Regions from separate parts of the Mus musculus genome. Here all the other regions are linked to region 2. The links are chromatin contacts, called in public Hi-C and HiChIP or PLAC-seq maps. All regions are on one chromosome and are shown on one strand. Each heading gives the region's core, a stretch centred on a gene start, on an enhancer-like site or on the middle of the called end of the contact. The rest is flanking DNA. Distances are from core to core; before and after follow the strand shown.

What was found. Hi-C and Micro-C count contacts between places; a contact is called where the count stands out from the background. HiChIP or PLAC-seq counts read pairs in DNA pulled down with a chosen protein or histone mark.
Region 1: a Hi-C map of embryonic stem cells shows a contact between it and region 2, with 1.9 times the contacts expected there. The contact joins the enhancer-like site here to the promoter of Casr in region 2. A contact is called at or near these places in 4 of 39 promoter capture datasets (the 3T3-L1 cell line, HPC-7-derived erythroid cells and frontonasal cranial neural crest), 1 of 484 Hi-C or Micro-C datasets (embryonic stem cells), 3 of 115 datasets of contacts at active chromatin or transcription factors (all in embryonic stem cells) and 2 of 9 other capture datasets (adipose tissue and liver).
Region 3: an H3K27ac HiChIP or PLAC-seq map of embryonic stem cells shows a contact between it and region 2, with 8 read pairs. The contact joins the enhancer-like site here to the promoter of Casr in region 2. A contact is called at or near these places in 12 of 39 promoter capture datasets (the 3T3-L1 cell line, 3T3-L1-derived adipocytes, cranial neural crest and 7 more), 5 of 484 Hi-C or Micro-C datasets (Th1 cells, embryonic stem cells and liver), 2 of 115 datasets of contacts at active chromatin or transcription factors (both in embryonic stem cells) and 4 of 9 other capture datasets (adipose tissue, embryonic stem cells, liver and 1 more).

The regions. Positions count from the first base shown.
Region 1 is chr16:36,648,235-36,652,725 of GRCm38.p6, forward strand. The region is part of intron 1 of Cd86 (CD86 antigen); the gene reads right to left. Among named protein-coding and RNA genes, the nearest start is that of Cd86, 16 kb to the right of the region's middle. Within about 2 kb of position 1,562, at least 4 of the 459 cell types and tissues checked have an H3K27ac peak or open chromatin away from gene starts, as enhancers often do. A contact at or near this core is called in embryonic stem cells, where this site is marked.
Region 2 is chr16:36,560,840-36,565,069 of GRCm38.p6, forward strand. Casr (calcium-sensing receptor) reads right to left here and starts at 1,295. Exons shown (of 7, transcript NM_013803.3): 1 at 1,015-1,295.
Region 3 is chr16:36,625,341-36,629,736 of GRCm38.p6, forward strand. Cd86 (CD86 antigen) reads right to left here. Exons shown (of 8, transcript NM_019388.3): 2 at 3,630-3,679. Among named protein-coding and RNA genes, the nearest start is that of Cd86, 39 kb to the right of the region's middle. Within about 2 kb of position 1,406, at least 92 of the 459 cell types and tissues checked have an H3K27ac peak or open chromatin away from gene starts, as enhancers often do. A contact at or near this core is called in Th1 cells, embryonic stem cells and trophoblast stem cells, where this site is marked.

The sequences.
Region 1 (4,491 bases), core at 312-2,811, 88 kb after region 2:
CACGGACAACTTATACATCCATGCAATGATGTAATGATTAATGATAAAAGGAAAGAAGCCACCAGGATATGAAATACATGGAGAAAACTTAAATGTTTGCAACTTGAGTAGAGAAGCCAATCTGAACAGCCTACATACTATACAGTTCCAATAGCATGATATCATGAAAAAGAAAACACATGGAGACCGTAAGATACAAAGGTGGGGGAATAAACAGATGGTGCATACCATCATGTATGATAGGGTAATGGCGGTCATGGCAGTACACATTTGATAAACCCATGTAACGCATAAGAAAGAAACTTAGTCTTCTAAATCATGAGCTTGGTCAATACTAATGTCTTAACACCTGTTGATTGGTCCTAACAACTATACTACCCACTGAAGATGGTAATAGTAGAGGAAGCTGGGTGCTTGGTAGATACAGCGAGGTGGGAATTCTCTGTACTATCTGCTCAATTAAGGAAAAAAAAGAATCTAAACTGTTCTAAAAATAAAAGCTATTAATTTAAAGACACACACACACTAACCACACATACTGATTCCTGGCAAAGCGACTAAATCAATAATGTGACATTTTAGCTCCTGCACTGGTGGGAAAGTGAATTAGCATTCGAAGGCTCACTTCCCCATGGTCCACTCAGGGCATCAAAATGCCATGCATACAGCCTCTCTGAGAAAAATCTCCAATGTTGTATTTATAGCTGCTCTCGATAATTTATGCATATTTCTGGTGCAGAACCATAAACCTATGTCAATTCCTTAAGTAAGTGAAAGAAAAAAAAAACCCACCATTTTCTGTGGGTCAGATACATTTAAGAAAAGTAAAAGTTCCAAGTATCTATCTTTCTCCCTCTCCCTCGCTCTCTCCCTGCCCCCTCCCTCTCTTTCTCCCTCCCCTCTCCCTCTCCATCTCTCTCTCTCTTTCTTTCTCTCTCTAGAGGTACACTATTAGAAATGTGGTAGATTTCTCTTTGAGAGAGGATGCTTTCTTTGTCTATCCCATGAGCACATCTTATATAGTTAAAAGCATTTGAGGTTTCCGTTTTTCTTTCCCGGTATTTTTTTTCAGCCTTTATTTTTGTTGTACAAGTAAGTCACTGACATAGGAAGGGACCCTCTTTTTCATAAGCTCCAAACAGATTTCTGCACTCCCCACCCCACCACCTCCCGATCTGCCCCACTAGCCCCATGCTGGCTTCTCTGTTTCCTTAGCTGTCCTTTATTCACTTTCTTGTGATGCAAATTTACACTCATTAATCATTCGGTCTAGGAAACCAATGTCTATTGTCTGTCAGATGCATTCTAACAGTTTCTGAACCTAATACCTACCACCCAGACCCAGGGACATACTTCACCTGGATGTTCTCAAGGGAGAAATCAGAAAAGGCAAGCCACCTAGGGTATTTGCAGGGAGTTTTCAATTGAGTGCAAAGACTCTGTTTTCTTCCCCACACACGATAGCTTCAAAACCTATAAACTTTAACAGCAGCCTACAATTAGGTGAACTGAAGACATCGTTCACTTTACTGAGGGGACTTATATTAAAACCTGGAGCTCATGGTTGAGTAGATAAAAATTGCTGTGGGGGTGTGTATACTCCAGGCAGGGTGCGGCTGAGCTGGAGCGTCTGCAGAGATGTAGTTACATTAATGCTATAGGCAGCAGAGAATATGAGAAGGGTTGGCCTGGTGGACCTCGGGCTAGTGACTATAGCTGCAGCAGATGAGGCCTGAGATCCCAACATCCAGGGTCTGAGGGAGGGAGGATTGCAGCCTGGTGAAGACACAGCAGAATAGAATGGGGGCTCCTGGGAAGCGTGTGTAAAGCACCCCACTGGTTCATAGGAAACAAGACAGACCATAGGTCAGGGAAGCAAGGATAAGGTTGAGAAGGACCATGTGGGGAGTAATGGGGAGATCACCAGTCACCCCAGGGACACTGGAGACCAACCAGGGTATTCTAAGAAGACATTCAAGGGACTTTTCCTATCTTGCCTGCCTTACTGGGCATCCAGACATGTCGTGGAAGGAGCTACTCAGGACCTTGGGTTAACTGCAGACTCTAGAGACACACAGAGGCACACACAGGCCTGATTTCTCTTTATTCCTTTGTATTCCTGAAATGTTTTCTGTCTTCCAACAATACATGACATCAAAGATGTCATTACACCATTTGAGATATCTGGCCTTGGGCCCAAGGAGAGCTGGAGAAGAATAGTCCCTGCCCTCTTGGGACCTGGAGCTGAAGCAGGAAACCTGTCCCCATCCAGCAAGGTCAGGTGTCTGACCAGGTGATTGTGAACATGCCTGGGGACTAAGAAAACTCAGGCTCTGCATACCGAGTGCCCTCTTGGCTTATCCATTCTGAGAAATTGCCATTTCCCTCAGACCCTCTTTTAGAAAACGCAGAATGAGGTAATATTCTAAATGTCAAAGTTGCTGGAAGACATCGGTCCATGTTTTTTCTTTACAGAGGAGGGCAGAACATGCATAACAAAAGTAACACATTTTTTGAAATGACAGTATATTTCAAATTTGAGGAAGCCAGGATTTTTGAAAGTACCTTATGCAAAAATATCTGGGCAGGGGTCTAAATAAGATGTGAATGGTAAAGTAAAATAAAATAGGTCGGGGCACATAGAACACAGACTATATAAATGACTAAATTTTTTAAAGCTATTTTTTTAAGCTTCTATTTCACCACAGGGGTGGGAGAAGGACCTCTGAAGATCCTAAAGCTCACTTCTGCATGACATCTTTAAAGCCAGAAGCAATGAGCGGGACATTGGTGAACCCTTTGTATGTGCATTCACACACCTGGATTTAGTTTTCAAGTTAGTGGTGCAGGACCACTGAGGTGGTTTTTAATTAATTAGTTAGTTATTAGTTAGTTAGTTAATTAATTCATGAAAACTTTTGCAGCTCCTTTCTACTCCCTTCACACTCTTCTATCTTCTTAGAAGATTCCATTGGATGATGCTACTTAGAAGAGATCTTGATGAAATCCACAGTCACTCATCCTGAGCCTCACTTCTGAAGAGGGCTTCCCTTTAAGCTCTCTTTAGACTGAAAACAATCAGAAACAAGCCTTACACCGGGTGGTGCTCTTGTAATGGGAAAAGCTGAGATTTTGAAGGACATTTCTAAACCAACCGTGACCTTTGTGTGTCTTGTCCTGGAGATAAATACTGCTTCTAAGTGGCTTTCACTGTGTCTGGCCTATTTGCATACAATACAAACAAAAGAGGTTATTTTTAAAAAGAAGTGTCCTCTTGTTTTTGTTTTTGGCCCCCTGGGATGGCGGTGGTCAGGCAGACGTGTGCGGGTCATTTTCATGCAGTGACTCCTGTGTGAGCTTGGGTTTATGTCACTTTCCCTTGCCTTTCTTACTCATCAACCACTTCTGGTTCATTAGTGGCCAGTTTTGGAGTTCTTGTCTCACCTGGTGTGGACTATGACATCTCCGTCTCTTGGCTATGAAACTTCCTTACTTAAAAGACCCTTTCTTTTAAAAGCTAGGTCACACTTCTGAGCAATGCTGTTCACAATCTAAATCCAGTTTTACTTTTCGATTTTTATCACTCTTCTATACAAATTACCTGCTAGTTATAGCCCACAGCTACTCTTTTCTGACCTCCAGGCTCTCTGAAGACTTTTTGCTTCCATGAATACCACATAAGCTGTTCCTGGTGCCTGGGGCTCCTTCCCTTGCCTTCACAATGACAAATCTCTACATGCCTCAAAATACTCTTTTCAGGATGCCTGTGTCTTCCTCACAAACAGAAAACAGTGTTTATTCATCCCCACAATGGCTTCTCATTGTGTTCAATTTTCTTGGCTTGAGAGCCTTAGTGTTGCAGGATATTTGATCACACTGCCCCTTGAACCCTGATACTGTATTGTTTACTGAAAAAATCTGTTTCTAGTTGTGGCGTGGCTCAACTTTAACACACACCTTTCTTTCCTCTGGCTGGAATACAGACACACCCTTAGCACACACCTTTGATCCCAAACAATGAAGGTAAAGTTAGTTTGAAGGAAGAAGCACCCATGTTTAGAAGTGATGTCTAATTGAGTGGTAGACAAAGTGATGAATCAGAGAAGGATTTGACAAAATATGATATGCCCAGCTCTCATGAGAAGAGACAGAAAAGGGAAGCTACTTATGAGAGAGCAGCACACAGACAAAAGAGGCAACTTTAATGGGACATTTGTTGCAGAGAGAGAACAAGCTAGACACAGGTAAAGATAGAACGTACCAGAGAATGAGAAGGAGCCAGAAGATTAGAACAGATTGCCAAAGTTAGTATGAGGCTAAGCAGAGCAATTCAGTCAGAAATTGAGAGAAGCCAGATTGCATCAGTCAGCTTGGAGAGGAGTTTGAGCCAGAAGAACTGAGCCGAATCATTTAGCCGGAGAGGGGAAAGAACTAGGAATGGGTGAGTTTATTCATCAGTAAGTCTTAGAGGCTGAAAACATAGATAAGATT
Region 2 (4,230 bases), core at 45-2,544:
AAGGAGGGAGATAAAAGACTCAGAACTGAAGAGAGAAAGCACAATGAGTAAACTCATGTTAGAAAGGAAACTGGTCTCTAGATATGCATTGGTGTTATTTCCAAGTTTACCGTGTGTGTTGTTAATCAAAAACTACAATATCAAAACAATAACTCCATCAACTTACTTTTTTTTTTTTTTACCTCCAAGGAATATGGAGGCTGGTGACCAGACACCCTAATTTGGAGCCACTGAGGCAAGTACTTTGGTAGGGCAGCGCGCGCGCGCACACACACACACACACACACACACACACACACACACACACACACACGCCCGCGCCAGAAAGCTACCTCTCTCCTTGTCAGTGGGAAAAGTTCTCTTTGACTGTCACAGGGATAAATAAACCGGAGGCACAAGACACACCCCACTTTTTTTTTTTACTGTGAACTCTATTCATCTTTGTAGGCATCCGATCCGCTATCCCTGAAGCCCAGCGTTCAGGGCTCCCAGGTCTGACCTGCTACTGTTCGCTGCCCCCAAACCTCATCAAAGCCTCCTCTGCCACTCGGGTACGTTATGCCCGCACTTCTGGTGTCCCCAAGTCCTACCTGGAGTCCTTGTCGTGGCTCTTTCCACAGGAACACCTGCTGGCCCTGTTTCCCCAGGACCAGCTGGATGCTGAGCTCAGGATGCAGTACCAGTCTGCCGGGCTTGCGATGTCAAGTTAAGTTGTTTGAGTAGCGTGCTACCCTCTAAAGTTCCCTGTTCGCCTTGGGTCAAGCCACTGCCTCCCAGCAGACCCTCTGACGGCCACTGTGGCCCGGTTCGGGGCTCCGCCCCTTGCCTGCTCTCGCCTGCGTGCTTCCTGGGGTCTATGGCCCCCAAATCCCTCCAAATACACTTACAGTCCGTGCCCTAGCCCGCCTGGAATCTCCCAGGCTCCCTCGATCTCTCAGGTCAGCCTTTGAGCTGTGCGCTCCGGCGCTGCGGGCGCGACGTCCCTCCCCCTAGGCCACCTGTCGGGTTTGGTACCTGAGAGACCGAGGTCTAGCGCTGGAGTCCTCCTGTCTGCGATGAGGCTCTAGCCATCCCAGGCTTCCGATCCTGCTCCTGCTGTTGGTCTGGGAAGATACAACCCCCTCCTTCCCCGCAGCACACACGCTTCCCGCTCCTCCCTGGAGATGGAAAGAGGATCACAAGGCAACTGTGCCAGAGGATGGGGCACTTTTTTCCTAGTAAAGATCCAGAACTCACAGTATAATAAACACTCTTAGGCGTTCTGCTAGACTCCAGCGTTGCTTCAGCGGGCTGTACACAAACAGCCCCCTCCCTCCACTACCCCAGAGATCTGGTAAGCTTTGCCCCAGCATCAGGGTGTGCTTCTTGAAGGTAGGAGAGGCCAGCCTGGCTCACAGTTGTGCTCAGGCTCTGGCTCAGCGCTGGCCACTCATCATAATACTTGAATGAAATGGAAAAATCAATTTATTTGGTAGAAACCCAGCATTTGCTTTTCAGCCCTAAAGCCTATCAACTCCTTTGTGTAGGCAATTTGATAGCCAACACACACACACACACACACACACACACACACACACACACACGAACACACGAACACACGAACACAAACTAAACAAATAGAAACAGCCAAAACAATTTTTGCAGTACTTTGTAGTAATTTCCAGAATAAAATAATGTTGCGATGCAAATATATATAACAGGTTCATTTTCAACATAAAATAATAATATTTAAACAATGGCGTTATAGCTATGCCCATCAAGCACAGAGGAGAGCTACGTTCAAGCTCCTGGGATCCATACGAAACCTGCTGCATAGCGTGTCTGCAATCCCAGGACTCCTACATCAAAATGGGAGACCTTAAGGCGCTAACGTGTTTATAAAGCCACAGACATTGTTCTGGAGTAAGGTGAAAGGCCAGCACACATGAATGTGTACACACACACACACACACACACACACACACACACACACCAAAATAAAAGCAACAAGTGAACAACACCGAACCTGCCAATAGGAAATAGGTTAAAGAACTTAAGGTAGTGTGGCTTAATGGAATCCTACCCAACCGTTACAATGCAAGCATGGAGACTTCGGTGCCTCCCAGTCTTCTTAGAACAGATAGTGTTTATTCCTATGAACCACAATGAGTATTTCAGCCAGACATCCATAGTAGTCCAATAATGGTACTTTTATCATGGGGATAAACATCAATTGTCTAATCAACTAAGACTCCCTCCATAGGGATGAGTTCATGCCTGGTACCATAAACCTAACTACTTGTGCTTAGAGAAGTCTTAGGTTTGAGAGGGGAACTCATATCATGGCAGACATGTTTCTACAGATAAGTGTAGTTCTTTTTTAAAAAATAAAGGGGGGAGGGAGTTTTTTCCCAACAGATAGAGACTGTTCATTACACAATACAGAAAATAAGGGACTATGGAGAACCCTAACTGATACACCTGCCATAAAACAACTGCACCTAAGGCTCATGGGAAATTATGAAAGATCGGGGAGGGGAGGAAGATTGTAAGAGGCAGGGACCCATGATGTTTGGTATGAGATAGTGTTTCCTAACCACAACAGGGAGAAATCAACCATGGAATCTCAACAATATGGTTGCTTGGACCAGACAGCATAATTCAACCCAGCGGCTGAGAGAGAGACCCCAAGATGATCAGGTTGTATTAATTCTCTCCAATAATGTTTGAATTGGGGTTTGGTTAAGTGACACTCCCAGGAGCAATTGCTATGCCCATTTTACATGGGAGACTGGAGCCCGTGGAGGTGACGGTATGGAGGATGGAAGAGCTATGAAGCTGTAGAGTTGAGGCTTACCCTCAGTCAGCTTGAATACGTGAAGGGCGTGGCCACCTGAACAGCGTGCATGAATATGCATCCTCCACAGGGCTTGGTTTTGAGTAGCGTGGGACCCTGACTCTAAGAACAGTGTCTTACCAGTCAAAGAAGTTGCATCTTTTCTAATTCTGTTCCTGTGGATTAGGTCAAGGAGGAAGGATGATTTTTGTGCTATTTATCTTTACACCTCCCTAAGGTTTGCTAATCTTTTGATTTAACAACAGAGCTTGACTCTCCCTCAGAGCCTTTGCTAGGCAACAGCTCCTAAGTAGAATTTAATATCGTCACTTTTTCTTCACTTTTCAATCCTATTTCTTTTGTGGTAATTTTGAGCTAAGTTTACATAAGTAGGAGAGTCATTGAAATGACCTATGGAAAGGATTACTGATACTTGAAATTTGGAAAACACTGCCCTACATTCCACTGAGCCCAGTATTCAGAAGCTATGGCTGAAGCAGCCATAGTGAATGGTATTGTCTAACAAGGGCTGCTGTGTACAGGAGTGTGCGCATGCGCATGTCTCTCTCTCTCTCTCTCTCTCTCTCTCTCTCTCTCTCTCTCTGTTTGTTTTGTTTATCTGAGACAGAGTTTCCCTGGCTGTCCTGGAACTCACCCGCTCTGTAGACCAGGCTGGCCTCGAACTAACAGAGATCTATCTGCCTCTACCACCTGAGATGTTTCCGATGCTGCTCAATAACACTATGTTGGGCGAGGCGTTAAGTTCCTGCCAGCCAGGAGAATCCCAGTCTTGGCAGCAGAGTTATCCAGGGGCCTGGCTCTAGAAAGACGAACTTTAGAGTCACTTATGTTAGCTCCCTTTGAGGACAAAGATGGAAGGAAAGTTCCCAGAAATCTGAGTGCCCGCAACTGCAGTATCACAATGTGATCATTGCATAGTTAGCAGAGTGCCTGCAGTTGCTTCCCGAGGTAACTCTTTGCAAAGAAACGTTTGACAGGATTTAGAAATCTTAGGGTGCTTGGTTGTAGTTCAATCATTTAGCCCCTAATTATATCCCGTTCTGTGCATTCCTATTTACAACCAGCTCATAGGAAACCCAGGGCCGGCATTTTCTTCCTTTTATACATCCACATCTCTGGTCTTCAGGCTGCACTTTAGGAGGCTCCTGTTGTCTTCCAGGCAGCTGCCACTGCTGTTCCTCTGATCCTTTGGATCCCTCTATGTGCAATTTATAAAATAAAAAAAGTTACATAGGATTCTCAGCACTCTAAATAGGTTTAAGATGCTTCCAGTACAACTGACTGGTTTGGAAACTCAGGGGGTACACTGTAATTGCCCATTGGTTATGCATGCTTCGATGTTTACGGTAGCCTGAGCAACATTACCTGAACTCTTATTTATCATACATTTTGCT
Region 3 (4,396 bases), core at 156-2,655, 65 kb after region 2:
AGAATCTGAAGCTGTTTAATGTACGTCTTTAAGTGAAGGAAGACTCTCCCACTCCAGGGTTATTGTTGACCAGTGGTGTTGGTCAGGCGAAATAAGAACCCTAAAACCTGGAGATTCAGACAAGAAGAGAACAACTGCCAGATGTCCAACTGGACTAAGCATGGTGGATGCACCTATGGTCATAGCTACTCTAAGGCCAGTCTGGAGCATTCCCAGAGTGAAGGGCCCATGAGATGGCCTAGAAGGTTGTTGTGCAAGCCTGATAAGCCGAGTTTAACCCTCAGGACCCACTTAAAGGTGGAAGAAGAGAACAGACCCCACAGGGTTGTCCTTTGCCAGCCACACTGGTAGCAATTGATCAGGGGCATAACAATGGTATCTAATTTCCAGGCAAAGCATGTGGGAGGTGTAGGGGGCAGGGCAAAACTATTTTGCTCTATGTCTTATGTGTTATCTTAAGTTATCAGCCTTGTAATTCCCCCCCTCCCCCCGTGGATTATTAGTGCCAACTGTGTCTCCTTTCTCTCTTTGGATGCCTGCCCTGGGGTAGGTCTCTACTCCATAGCTCAAGAAGAGGCAGATTCAAATTAGATATATTTTCCATGTTAAAAAAAAGGTGGCTTTTAATTTAATAATACACTCTAAGGCCATTTAGTGTTGTTCATAAGCGCACCTGTGTGGGTCATCTACTAGGCATAGGTACCAATGTCCCCACCCCAAGAAAAGAATTTCTCCCTGTGGTTATCTTGTGCAGATAACCACAGCTTCTGAGAATTTGCATGTGAAACAGCTATGTCCTGCCCAGTGGCCAGTGGTCACAGAACTCCTCCCCATCCTCTGGCTCTTAAATTCTTTCTTCCCCTCTTGTCTCCAGTAATGTTTGCTGAGCCTCTGGGATTAGGGTTGTGGACATAGCAGTTCCATGTATGTGTGTTCAAAGTTGAGAGGCAGATGGGGGGTGGGTTTTTTTTGTGTGGGAATGAGAGGTTGGAGGGGGAAAAATGGGATGGATATAACCAAGATATATTTGTATGCATGTTTGAAACTAAAAAATAAGCTAAAGAAGCATATTTATCAATGATTATACATGATTAAGAGTAAAAAAAAAAATGAAAGGTTAGAAATAGATGCTGACTGTTTTATCATTGCGTTTATTGATGAGTGAAGTATTGGCAGCTTCATTTTCTGGCGGTTGAAGCAGATTGCCTGCCATCTTTATATCTGTTCGTCCCAAGCTATATCCTCTTCCCATACATCCCCTTGCTACAATGAAACCTACTCAGTTTTCACTCAAGATATTTTTTTCTTATGGTTTCAATATCATCGACCCCCTTTTCCGGAGCTAGGAGTTTCCACATGGTTTCAGAGCAGGTCAAAAGAGAAGTGGCACCTGTCCTTGGTTTTGATGGGTTTCTCAGCTCTATCTACTCACTTTCAAAGGGCTGAGCCTGAAAGTTTGGGGACAGGAAAGGTGTCTCAGTCAAGCTGTTACTGAATTATTTGTTTCCAGGACATTTCTCTCCCAGATCATAAAAGCTAAACTTGCCATTCTAACCTGTAGTGCTAAGGCCTAAGGTTTAAGGACAGCTGGGGTGTGGCTTAAGATAAAAGCAGGAAGTGGAAGGAGGCCACACAAGGAGGGGCCAAGCTGAAGCAAAGCTGAGTCATTCAGAAGCAGAGCCACTTGTCATTGCCTCAGGAGGAAGAGCTAGGAGGAATAGCCTGGTAACGCGCATCCATGACCTTCAGCCTGCACTGCTAGGCATGAATCTGGCCTCTCTGTTTAGGAGCTGTGTTGATCTTAGTCAATTACTTAGCTGTCTCAGCACTTTAGGGACCTTGTCTTAAAATGAGGAATAATGATGAAATCTAATGCAGCAAGTTATTGTGGTTTTTAAATGAATTGCTATTTATAAAGTGCTCAGAACTTTATAAGTACCTGAACTAAACACACACACGTACACACAACGTACACACACACAAGTGTAGATGCGCACACATGTATACACCACACACATACACACACAGATGTATACACAAAGGCACACACATGCACACACAGGCAAACATGCATGCAGATACATATATACATGACACACAAACACCACACACACACAGACACGCACAGAGACATGCATGCATGCATGCACACATATTGAGTCACGTCCAGATACATAGACAGACAGAGAGAGAGAGAGAGAACACACAAATGCATACACACATACAAACTATCTTTATGTTCCTCACCTCTGATATTTGTGTGTGTACACATCTCCCCAGGAGCTGAGACTCTGGGTCACTGGCCCTGGCAGGTGAAAGCTGCCATTCTCATCTACGTTGATGAATAGCTAGGTGAACACCTGTAGACATCATCTGGTGGCCTCTGCAAGCCTTGAGTGCTAAGCAGAAAGCACAAATCACAAAAGGACTGTATCTGCTGAGGTCTAAAGGGATATCTCTTCATAATACTCAACTCCTCCTCTTTACCCTGCCAGGGCTAGGGGCAGTGGCCAAGGGACTGTTGTGTGACAATTATAGAGGAGGTGATTTTGTGGCTGAGCTGGTTAGTCAGAGGCCAGGTGGTCAGGGGTGGCCTGCAGCTGCTGCAGGCACACCGGAAGCTCACCTATCCTGTCTGCTGATCACCAAGACTGAGATGGCTTCTCTGTCAGCACTGAGGTAGAGAAAGTGAGTACAGGAAAGAGTGGGCCAGCAGAAACAAAATGGCATTCAGTTGCAGGATGCATGGCAAGGCCTCCAGCCAGCTGTTTATGGGTGCATCCCAGAGAGCAGAGAGCCAGGAAGGGCTGAATTCAGGGAGGCCTCACAGTTCTAAACTTTAGTGAGCTTTTTAGAAAAAATAACACATAATTCAAATGCAAGATGTCACCCAGCAGGAGACAGTGATGTCGGGGGTGGGGGGGAGGCAATCGTAATTAATTGTGGCTATCTTATCCAAATCTTACCAAGTTGTAAGATATGTGATATAGTGCTGAGGTCCTCCTGGGGTCCTTAGGGGTTAGAAAGGGGGAGCCTGTGTGAGGGGGAGCCCTGAAGCATTAGCTTAGTTAACTTTAGCTTGGTACAGTGGCTGGCATGATTAACTGGAGGTCCAGAGTCACAAAGCATGACCAGTATGAGTTAGGGCACAGGCTAAGGAAGAAGGATGTGGTGGTGAGCCAGTATTACAAGAAGAAGCCTTTGAAAGCTGTCAGCAATTTTCTAAGGGCTTGAGAATACTGAAAATGGGGACTGAAAAGACCAGATGTGTGTGTGTGTGTGTGTGTGTGTGTGTGTGTGTGTGTGTGTGTGTGTGTGGAGTCAAGTTAGAGGCTTTACTGTCATGGCTCTCTTTACCCCTCTAAGAGTCCTGGACAGGACACTCCACCTTGTGCTGTGTGTTGAGGTCCTGGGGGTTTGGTTGTAGAGGAGGAAGATGCCCAGACAGCTGGCCATGGTCCTGATCCTTCCGTACTCTCTAGGAAAGCTATTTGCTATGGAGTCTTCGGCAACTCAAGTCAAACGTGAGCAAACCATACCAACAACTCTCAGGCCTGGGCTTTCAGTGCTCTGACTCACTGAATGACAGCAGAAGGACTCCAGGACTTTACACAGAAAAGGGTTCTTACCTGAGATCAGCAAGACTGTCACAAAGATAAGGATTGCCAAGCCCATGGTGCTGGAGTTTAAAAAGACAAGATAAAACTTAGTTAGAAAGTGAGACTGAAAACAATTGTTCACTGAAACATGAACTAGAAAGAGTATTTAAAATTCGTGTAGGTTCCCACATTCACTGAAGTCATTTCTCCCCACCTAGCTCCATACACAGGCCATATTTCCCAGCCTCCTTTGCAGTGAGGCAGGCCATGATACTGGGGGCAGAAAATATGTCTGCTGCTTCTAAACATGGTAACAGCGGTCTCCTTCCTCCTCCCTCTTCCTTCCTCTCTCCCCCTACCTCCTTCCTCCTCCCTTCCCTCTTCTCCCTCCCCACTCCTCTCTCCTTTTCCTTCCCAGACTCAGGAAATCTCAAGAAAAAGTGCAAGGGCTAATACGATGCCCACGTCTCATAAAGGCAGAGACTTAAGTTTCCAGACTGAAGTAGTATAAAACAGCGTTCTCCACCCCTCCACACCCTTCCCATGCTGATCGAGACTGTGACATTAGCCAGAAGTACTTGATGTTAGATGACAAAGCTGTGGGACATTCTATGGTAGAGCAAGGCATTACTTTTGTCTCAACCAATGCAGGGAATATGAGAGAATACCGAGACCCTTGAGTAAAATCGAACTTCCTTTGATTTTCCCGTGGTTTTCAAAGTTTCGCGTGCATGGAAAGTCACCGGGAGAGCGTGCCAAACACTTTCCTGGGCCTCGTGCACAGAGCATCTGGCCAT